Linked DNA regions of Danio rerio: region 1 is linked to region 2. A link is a contact called in public Hi-C data. All regions are on one chromosome and are shown on one strand. The core of a region is the stretch at or near the end of the contact, and the rest is flanking DNA. Distances in the headings are between cores, read along the strand shown.

Region 1 (4,657 bases), core at 1,976-4,475, 220 kb before region 2:
AGTGATCTTCACTGCCTGATAGATATACGATATGAAGTAGGTCTCAGACCAGACAACAAGCACTGTATTAATTTCCATTTCCTCCCGCCATGTCTTTATAATGACAGTTTATTTGACCCCAGTATTTTCAATGGAGTTTCTGTCCTCTCCTGCTGATCCTGACTGTCTTTCATCTCGTTTTACGCTTCAACAACTAAATGAATGCTTAACTCTATTTAACTGAATGTATTGTAATTACATTACAACATCGATACTGTGAAAGGAACCTTATGAGATAGAAAGTAGTCCCATTGAGCTTTCACTGGACGTTTATCATTGGCTGAAAAACACTGCTTTGCATATAGTCCATTTGAAGTAATTTGCTCTTACTAAGAAATGGGTAAAATCTAGTGGCTTAAAGGATATCAAATTAAGGAGATTTAAAATGTCTATTTGGCATACTTTAATAAAGTGTTTAAAAAGGATAGTTCAGCCAAAAAATAAAAATTCTATCATTTACTCACCCTTCACCTGCTCCAGTCATTTACGAGTTTCCATCTTGAACAAGAGAAGATATTTTGAAAAACGTTGGAAACCAGTTTCTATTGACTCACATGCTAATTGCTTTGTCTATTATTAATTGTGATGTTTACCAGTTTACAACATTCTTCAAAACCTCTTATTTTCTCTTCAACAGCTTTATTATTAACAGCTTTAAAGTTTTACTTTGACTGAACATTCCCTTTTTTAGTCCTTTATGTCATTGAATGATTATTCTTTCTCTAATGATGCTTGGTAGCGGCACAGTGGCTCAGTGGTTAGCACTGTCGCCTCATGGAAAGAAGGTTGCTGGTTTGATTCCCGACAGCGCCAGTTGGCATCTGTGTGGAGTTTGTATGTTCTCCCCATGTTCGCGTGGGTTTCCCCTGGGTGCTCTGGTTTCCCCTACAGTCCAAAGACATGCGGTACAGGTGAATTGAATAAACTAAATTATTCGTAGTGCATTAGTGTATGAGTGTGTATGGATGTTTCCCAGTACTAGGTTGCGACTGGAAGGGCATCCGCTGTGTAAAATATATGCTGGAATAGTTGATGGTTCATTCCACCGTGGCGACCTCTGAAATAAAGACAAAGCCAAAGTAAAATTAATGAATGAATAATAACGCCTGCCAATATTTTTCTGATATAAAACTATTAATATAATGAGTTACATTTTTTTCTTGGGTGTTTTTAATTCATAGAAACAAGGTTTAATATACGTTGAAAACTCTTTTTTTTTATATTTGACCCATTTTATGCTGACAGGACAAACATTGAACTGTTATTGTAATGCAATTCGATGGACTGAAGAAATATGACAATACTATGTAATGCAGACTGGGCAGGAAGCTGATATTTTTAATGTGCGTTTATGGTTACACTTTTTTTTTGATGTTGCCCTTTACACATGCTATTCACTATAAGTTCCAACATGTCAACTATAGTCCAAATGATTAAGTCTTTAAGTAGAGTACTAGTAGATCGTTAGGGTTCAAATTACAGTTGTAGAATAAGTAGAATCTGTTGAAGAACAAACTTGAAGGATTTGCAAACTAAATTTCAAAAACATTCCAATGTTGCATATTTGTATTTATTGTGTCTGAAACTCTGTATGTACTTACTCCCAGGGATGTTTTTTATATCAAAGTTAATATTTAGCCGCACCATGTTGGTGTTTTATAACATCTACTTTTTACGAGGTGGGTCATTAGCCTAACTCTCAACCTCCAACCTGGAGGACCAGAACACTCATACACTACGGGCACTTTAGCTTACCCAATTCACCTACACGAACACAGAGAGAACATGCAAACTCCACACAGAAATGCCAACTGACCCAGCTGAGGCTCGAACCAGCGACCTTCTTGCTGTGAAGCGACAGTGCTACCGACTGCACCACCATGCCGTCCCAACCTCATTGTATATTGGTACAAAAATGTATGTCATGAAATAAAACACTACTTCTAACTCGATCTCATTGGAAAACATTTAGCATTTCAGTACATTAGTGGGTGATTTAGCTGAATTGGCGTTTAGTAAACGTCTTACAGTAGACAGCCTGTAAATTGTCATTTAGTTCATGTACCAAAACATCTTTTCAGGCATATTTAGAATAAGTATCAAATGATGACCCATTCAAAAATGAAGCATCTACATAGCTGTGCAGCTACATTTTTATCTTTGGAACACATTTTAAATGCTTTGCCTCTATCCTTTTAACTACTCCATTTTAAGTATGGGATCATTAAAATGTATGAAAGTTTTTGCAAGATCAATTATTTGTTTATATTTTCATATGCCAAGTACAAGTCAGAACTAACTCTTGTGCACATTTTAAATTTGTAGAAAATTGGCATGAGCACATCTGACGAAAATATAGAAATAGTATCATATGAATTCATTAAATTTAGTGACTAATTTAACAAAATGTTGTTTCATTCTTACAAAGCACCAATAATAAACATAAAATGACTTTCCCAGGAGTGGTCAAGCATTCACCACATCGGTGTTTAATGCAAACTAAAATCACAACTGTTCATAATTTTAGGTAGAGCAAACTAAATGTGCATCTAATGTGGCATCTAACGCCACTAGCATGAGAACCAGTCACTTGCTAATAGTGGAAATGCAAATAATTTTCTACAAAACTCTTAAAAGTTCATAATAATTCAAGCAGACAATACACATGCAAATGCACTGCAAAAATGCTTTTTTTAAACCTAAATATCCAAATATCTTAAATTCAGGAAGCATTTTCTAAAAACATTGTCTTATTTTAAGAAATAATATGCCAAATTGAAGTGAGTTTTTTCTTAAAACAAGCAAAATAAATAAATCTAAACGAACAACAGGATTATTTTGCAGTGAACACAACTACCCTGCAGATTAGTCATTTATCGTAGAACTGTAATTAAAGTGCTGCAACTAAACAACATTTCTAATAGTATTCTAAATCCAGAACCTGGCTGTTCCATTGGTACACACCTAAAAATGGCAACGCAATCCCAGGAAACCACTGCGTGCTTTACTAGACATAAACAGCAACACGGACTCCATCCTCCCCATTGTTTTATCAACACATTTTACTCCCAGACTTATTTTAACCCGTAAAACATGGCTAACATATTAATCAGGTCTTTCAGTGTGGCCTGCTCTCTCTCTACTCTGTCGCTCTCACCAATACTCCAGCTCTCCCATTGGATAATGGAGCTAATGCTTGTAGCCAATAAGAGAGGACTGCACCTTTTTTCTCCTAGCAACAATAGCGACTCTATCCTTTCAGCACGACAAACTAAAATTACAATACAAATAATTGCGACCGCGCAGCTTCCTGAAGGAGAATTCCCTCTATTTTTTCCTTCATTTGCCTCTGCGTTTCAACCCCTGCTGGTTCCTCTCTGATTCCGGCTCATTCTCTGTCATCCCTCCTCATTTCTGATCGCTCATCTATCACACTTTTCCTCTCATTTTTGCAGCATTACCTTTGCTGTATCTCTCTATCCTCCCCCCCTTCCCACCCCACTCTCTCTCTCTCTTTCTCTCTCTCTTGGCTGACTGTGTGTCTCTGGTAGGGGCACACAGCCGGCTCCTGTTTCATGCTCTTAAAGGAGCAGCATGTTTTTCGTTTCGCTGAAGGACTGTGGTGAGGGATTCTGGGTAACAGCATGCACTCACTGACCCTGGGAGAGGTTCTGCACAGTCGCTGTGAAGCAAACATCCCGCCAAACTCAAACACACACACACACTTACACACACTGCCTGGAACAGAACGAAATTTATAGCCAAGAACATAAATCAGACATACAACGGTGCTAGAAGAAAGTATTGGGAAATTAAAAATGTATGAACGCATTGCATTCGATGAATAGATCAAGGATAAAACATGAACAAATGACGAAAGACTCAAGTTGCTTTTCACTTTTTGATTCAAAAGGGGATTCGCTATGAAACATTTCATATGAAAACAAGGGCAAATAATAAAAGAAAACATTAAAAGTAATGTGGATGTTAGTCATTTTTACGATCGGTTGTAAGTGTTATATCAAAAACCTGTTTGGACAAGAGTTTTTATTATAAATTTAAGTTATAAATCTGCTGATTTACAGCTGATGATAGCAGTTCTGCTGTTCAACATATGGTTACAAACAAAATGCAGCAGTGGAAAAGTTTACTTCAATTCATTTACTTTTTTGTCCTGTAAATCCTGTAGATTTGTACATACTATCAACTTTTACTTTAAGAGGTTATTTATAATATTGGCCTATATAATATTAATTCCATGCTTGCAGCTCAAATCTAATCTGTTAATACTGAACTTCCTTCGCAAAAATATAGCTATGAATGAAAGTGATGGTTAAGAGTGCATTCTTTAAATAAAGGTTCTTTGTTAGCATCAATGGTTCCATGAAAAAACATCATTATCCATGGAATCATTTCATCCCACAGACGGTTCTTAATCAGGGGTGCTCAAGGAAGTTGCTAGATTGTTGCAGCCAGAAGTTAACGAGAATTAGTTTTAAAATTTTCCATTTATTGTCCCTTTTTAATGTCTACCCCCACCCCTCAAACTCAACCGTCACAGTAATGTAAAAACAGTAGTTGTAATAATTATTATTCATGCTATTAAATTACCCAATAA
Region 2 (5,071 bases), core at 1,494-3,993:
GTTATGTGACATTTGCAGGAAGCACTCAAAAAATAAATTCACATAGAAAGTATGTTAACATTATATTGAAACAGCTGTATATTTTCGAGAACAACCGAACACAGAGTTCTGGGATGAGAAAAATACCAATCTGTGAAATTTTTTATGTTTTTAATGAGGGAAGTAAACATGCATCATGGATGTGACAAAAAAGTCTGAGTTTAAAGTATACAACATACTTTGTAGATATTCTGTGAATTAAACTGCATGACCTAAAAGAAATAACGATAATTAAAAGGATAAGAGTTGGTTCTCTATAGAACAAACATAATTGATTTTATTTTATATTTTTGCATTTATTAGGAAAAAATGTTGTTATGGATGTGACATCTCTTTGTTATGGATGTGACATGTAAAATTGCCACTTGGGCCTTTGGTAAATCAAATATAATAGTTTGAAAACATTGACAGAGACATGTTTGAGTATTTCTAAAGTACTTTAAAATACTTGCTTACACAAAAAACTTAGAAACGACTTCCATATTTTGGTGAAAACTTTCATGGCAAGGTTGACATTTGCATGGAATTGCTCATATATTTTTTATATTTCTAATAAGTTAAATAATGGATTTTTGTACTTATTTTTAGAACTACTGAATATGAATGTTTAATATATTTATTCGCACAATTAGCAACTTATTTTAACTTAGGGTGTATTTATTTATTTAACTATTTATTTAAATCCTTCAATGGACTCATAGCAGAAACCTGTGGTTTGCTGTTTTTCAGTTTAAAAGAAGCTAATTTAAAGAAACTGATTCACCTTATTATACAATGCTGAAGTAAGATCTTTACTGCAATTGTTTTGTGACCTCTGATTAACTTGCTCTGGGCAATTTACTAAATATAACAAATGCCAGTAAATGTTCAAACAAGTGTGTGTTTATGACAATACCTTGAAATTTAAATAATATGAAAGTAAAATAACAAAGCAGAATAATAAGCAGTTTTGCATGGCTAAAAATTAATGGAGGAACATTTATAGCAACCAGTTTTGCTGGGTAGTTATAGCAACTACTTTTGTGGGAAAAATAAGGTTAATTATTCTTCCTAAGTATTAAAGACAAATTATTTCTTCTTAGTTCATATAGGGGAACACACACCATATGCAAAAGGTTCTCTATAGTTTGCACAACCATAAATGTTTCAGAATAGCTCTACTATGTTTCAGATGATGGTCATCTCAGTATAAAAAGTTGAAGACATAATGTTTTTATTTACAGCACACTGCCAACAGACTCATTTGTAACAAACATGTCAGCATATTTACTTTCTGTGAGAAAGACCAAGAAGAGAAACTATCATGTTTACTTCAAGGCAAGATATCAAAGGTGACAATTAACCACTACATTTAGAATTGCTGGAAGAAAATGTATTTACTTTTTTCCCCAAAATTGTGTTTAAACATCTAAATGAATCAGGTTAGAGATCTTATTTAAATTTTAGACTAGAATAGACTGTCATTGTATGTGAAACTATGAACCTGTTGGTGTTCTTTTCACCATTAAGTGCCTGCAAATAAAATACAATAAAATTTCAACCTAGAAAATAACTAATAAAGAAAATAGACAAAAGAGTGTTAAAACTTTGACATGTTCAAAAGTGTGTGTGTGTGTGTGTGTGTGTGTGTGTGTGTGTGTGTGTGTGTGTTTACAGAAGTAACTTTAGGTATTTCTTCCATAATTTAGAAACAAAACCGTAAACAGCCTTCATTAAAATCTCAAAATGGACAGGTGTATGAAAAAAATATATATTTCAGTGGTTTTGCCTTTAAAGGCTTCAAACTTGTTGGAAAAATCATGACAACAACAAAGACGTTAATGTAAAAGTCAGTGAAGAACAATTAAAAAGCTGAACAATTTTTTCAAGTGGCTGTAGCTTTGTGAATAATACTTGTAAACAAATGATACCCAAATACGTTGTATTCGCAACAACACTTTCATATGTAGCTCAACAGGATATTGTTCGCGCATGCGCGCAGCTCTAACTCACCATCAACTATTAACAGTTGTTATCGTCACTGGCGGACCACCATTAACGTTTAAAATTAATATATAATAATTTCGCTTTATTAAACGACGACTAAACTATTTGAACATGCGTCCCGGGTTACCTTTCATCTGTTGTAAATTCCCCAGTTAGATATAGCTCGGGTTTCGGATGGGGGTTGGGCGAGGTGGAAATACAGGTTCTCCAGGTGATATCGATGAGCCGTGAAAGGCCTTTTTTCCGTGTATACAGTGATAATTAGACTGTTGTTTCTTCTCAAGCTCAGTACAAAACTTACGTTAAAATTACCAACAAAGCAGGACAAATTTGCTATATAAGCATTCCCTTACGAAAACAAAGTTGACTCGGTTCAGAGTTGTTGCTTAAGAGTGTAAATAAGGTCATCAAATATTACACACTGTTCGGGCGGTTACACAGTCAAGTGTAACTCGACATTTAACGTTACAAGCTGGTTCACTGAAGTCCAGACTTAAAGTAACGTTATTGGAGTAGTTTGCTAAATTTAACCTACGCGTGTACGGTTTTAAACTATAAAGTTCTGACTAAAAAGCTCACGGAAGACAGCAGTTGACGACACGACGTATACTGGAAAACCAAAAGTACAAATGGTTCAAACACTGAAAACATGGACTCTTAACGTTACCTGTGACGAAGAGTGAGAAGCACACAAAGGCGAAGGTCAACATATTCACTCCAAAATGATAAGTTCTCCAGAAAAAGTCTCCTTATAGGAAAAAACAAATCCCCGTTTGATTGTAATGTTTTCTCGAACTTTGAAGTAACGTTAGCTGTGTATTTGCTATGCACTCACGAAGCTGAGCCCAGATAAGAAGGAAGGCTGAAACTAACGCCCTTCTGAGCGATACTGTGTTTACCTGTTCCGTGTGTGATTGGTTGGATCGTCTGCACCATGACACCCCGGTGTATGACGTCATGAAAGTAAACTCAGGTGCAAGCCAGATAAATTACACAAAAAAATCAGTTTTAATGTCTGAACTGTTGAATAAACATCCTTAAAGAGAATGTTGTATACATACTTTAGAAGTAACCAACATGATCTGGAAGAAACTGTGAGTGGGCGTGGAGAAGCATAAGCTAGAGATAGCCTAGTTACTGTCAAAAAGGGTTTTAGTTAGAAAGTTGTATGTATTACATCGGGTACAAAATCAATATTCAAACATCTTATACATCTCGTTATAAAATGACATTATTACAGTAGCCAATGTGAAAAACAGTTGATCATGTTTCTACATGTTTATCTGAGGCAATGTAGTTAGGCCTCATGTCATGGGGCGCACAAGAAAACCCAGCTCAGGATATAAAATGAGATTAACAATTCCAATGAAACTAGATATAACCCAGAGACAGAAGGTCATCAACTTGAGTTTCTATCAAAATGAGTTGATAAATCATCACAATTGTTCTGAATGAATGAAATCGCTCGTGTGAAAATAAAAGTGCCTAGTACTTTTTAGCTTTGCACTGTTGTGCTTTTATTTTCACCTGTAGAATTACAAAAGGTTTTGTCCAGTGAAAAACAACCATAGCATCACCCGACCAAAGCATATTAACCACATTATGTAAATATGATGTGGCATTTCCTGTTGGGTTGGACAGAGACAGTTTCAAAATGAAAAAGTAAATATTAGCATGAGTTTGGTCTTCAGAGGTTTTTCTGTCTACTCTTACCCCTAAACACATAAAATAAATGTCATTTTAAAAAGAGAGAGATTTTCTGTATTTGATAACATATTTTGAACATTTTATTATTATTATTATTATTATTATTATTATCATCATCATCATAACCTTTATTTTACCAGGAAAAGCACATTCAGATTAACAATCTCTTTTACAAGAGTGTCCTGGCCAAGCTTAGGCAGTATACAGTTCACACGGGTTGAACATAGAAACAAAAATCAGACAACATTCATCCAAAATAGACAATGACAGTTAAAACTATTCAGAACATCTACAGGCCGATGTTTGAAACTGCAAATCATTTAAATCTTCTTAAAAGCATGAAGTAAAACCAACTCTTTAAACTGAAACTTTGTTTGGAGGTTATTCCATGGAAAAGGTGCTGCATATTTAAAAGCCTTTTTTTCCCATTTTAGTACACACCACTGATACAGACAATAAATAAACTTCCTGAGACCGAAGGCTACAGAGAGTTTTTTTTTTCTTTTTACAAATTTGGAGATATGAGGGGAGTAAACCCAGAATAGACTTATACACAAAGAAATGCTAATTCTTGAGCTTACGAGTGGATGAAGCAGACCAACACTAATTTCAGATATTTTGTAAATACACCACACAAATTCAAATCAACACAGATCGTTTTATTAATCACCAAAATTAATAATTGGTCACACTTTACAACAAAACGTTCTATAATTACACTAAACAAACAGCCCAGATGTTTGCATTTATGAGTGTTTTTAAACTAAAAAATCTATAATTATTACAACAATATTGCTAAATGTTTTATTGCTTGTACTTGACTTTTGAAATTTTTCCTAAACAGGATAAGCTGAAGATAGAAAAGCATTCATTTACTGCTACTGAGTACTTTTTTTCTGACCCAAATTATCAGTTTACTGAAAGCAACAAGTCTCCATTTATGCAGACTATGATCATGGAACTTCTTACACAACTAAGTGTTAGTTAGATGGCACCAAAAATAATAGCAGCTTCTCTTTTTTGTCTTTAAGAATAATAGCGTCTAACTCCCTTATTTCCCTTTTTGAGATGTATTGTTGCGTCAATAGGTCACGTTTTTTGGGCCCGAGGGGGAAGTTTTTATTTCTGATGTTTATATAGTCAGTTGAACTATTTTATTTTGAAAAGACAAAACTTTCTATTTAACATTGATTTTTATTTTATGTTTTGTCCTACTGTAGTAGAATTCTGCATAATTTAAGTCAGTTTTGGCTCTAAAGCTTTAAATACATTAACAGATTTAGGAACAATGTCCACAGTAGTTTGTTAAAATGCTAAAGGGCATTTTTTTGTAAGGTCT

What was found. Hi-C and Micro-C count contacts between places; a contact is called where the count stands out from the background.
Region 1: a Hi-C map of an unstated tissue shows a contact between it and region 2, with 4 times the contacts expected there. The contact joins the enhancer-like site here to the promoter of f11r.1 in region 2. A contact is called at or near these places in 2 of 18 Hi-C or Micro-C datasets (hematopoietic stem cells and an unstated tissue).

The regions. Positions count from the first base shown.
Region 1 is chr5:30,659,484-30,664,140 of GRCz12tu, reverse strand. No RefSeq gene overlaps it. Among named protein-coding and RNA genes, the nearest start is that of bco2a, 35 kb to the left of the region's middle. Within about 2 kb of position 3,225, at least 40 of the 62 cell types and tissues checked have an H3K27ac peak or open chromatin away from gene starts, as enhancers often do.
Region 2 is chr5:30,443,305-30,448,375 of GRCz12tu, reverse strand. It overlaps f11r.1 (F11 receptor, tandem duplicate 1), which reads right to left and starts at 2,743. Exons shown (of 10, transcript NM_001004667.3): 1 at 2,693-2,743. The coding sequence starts at 2,735.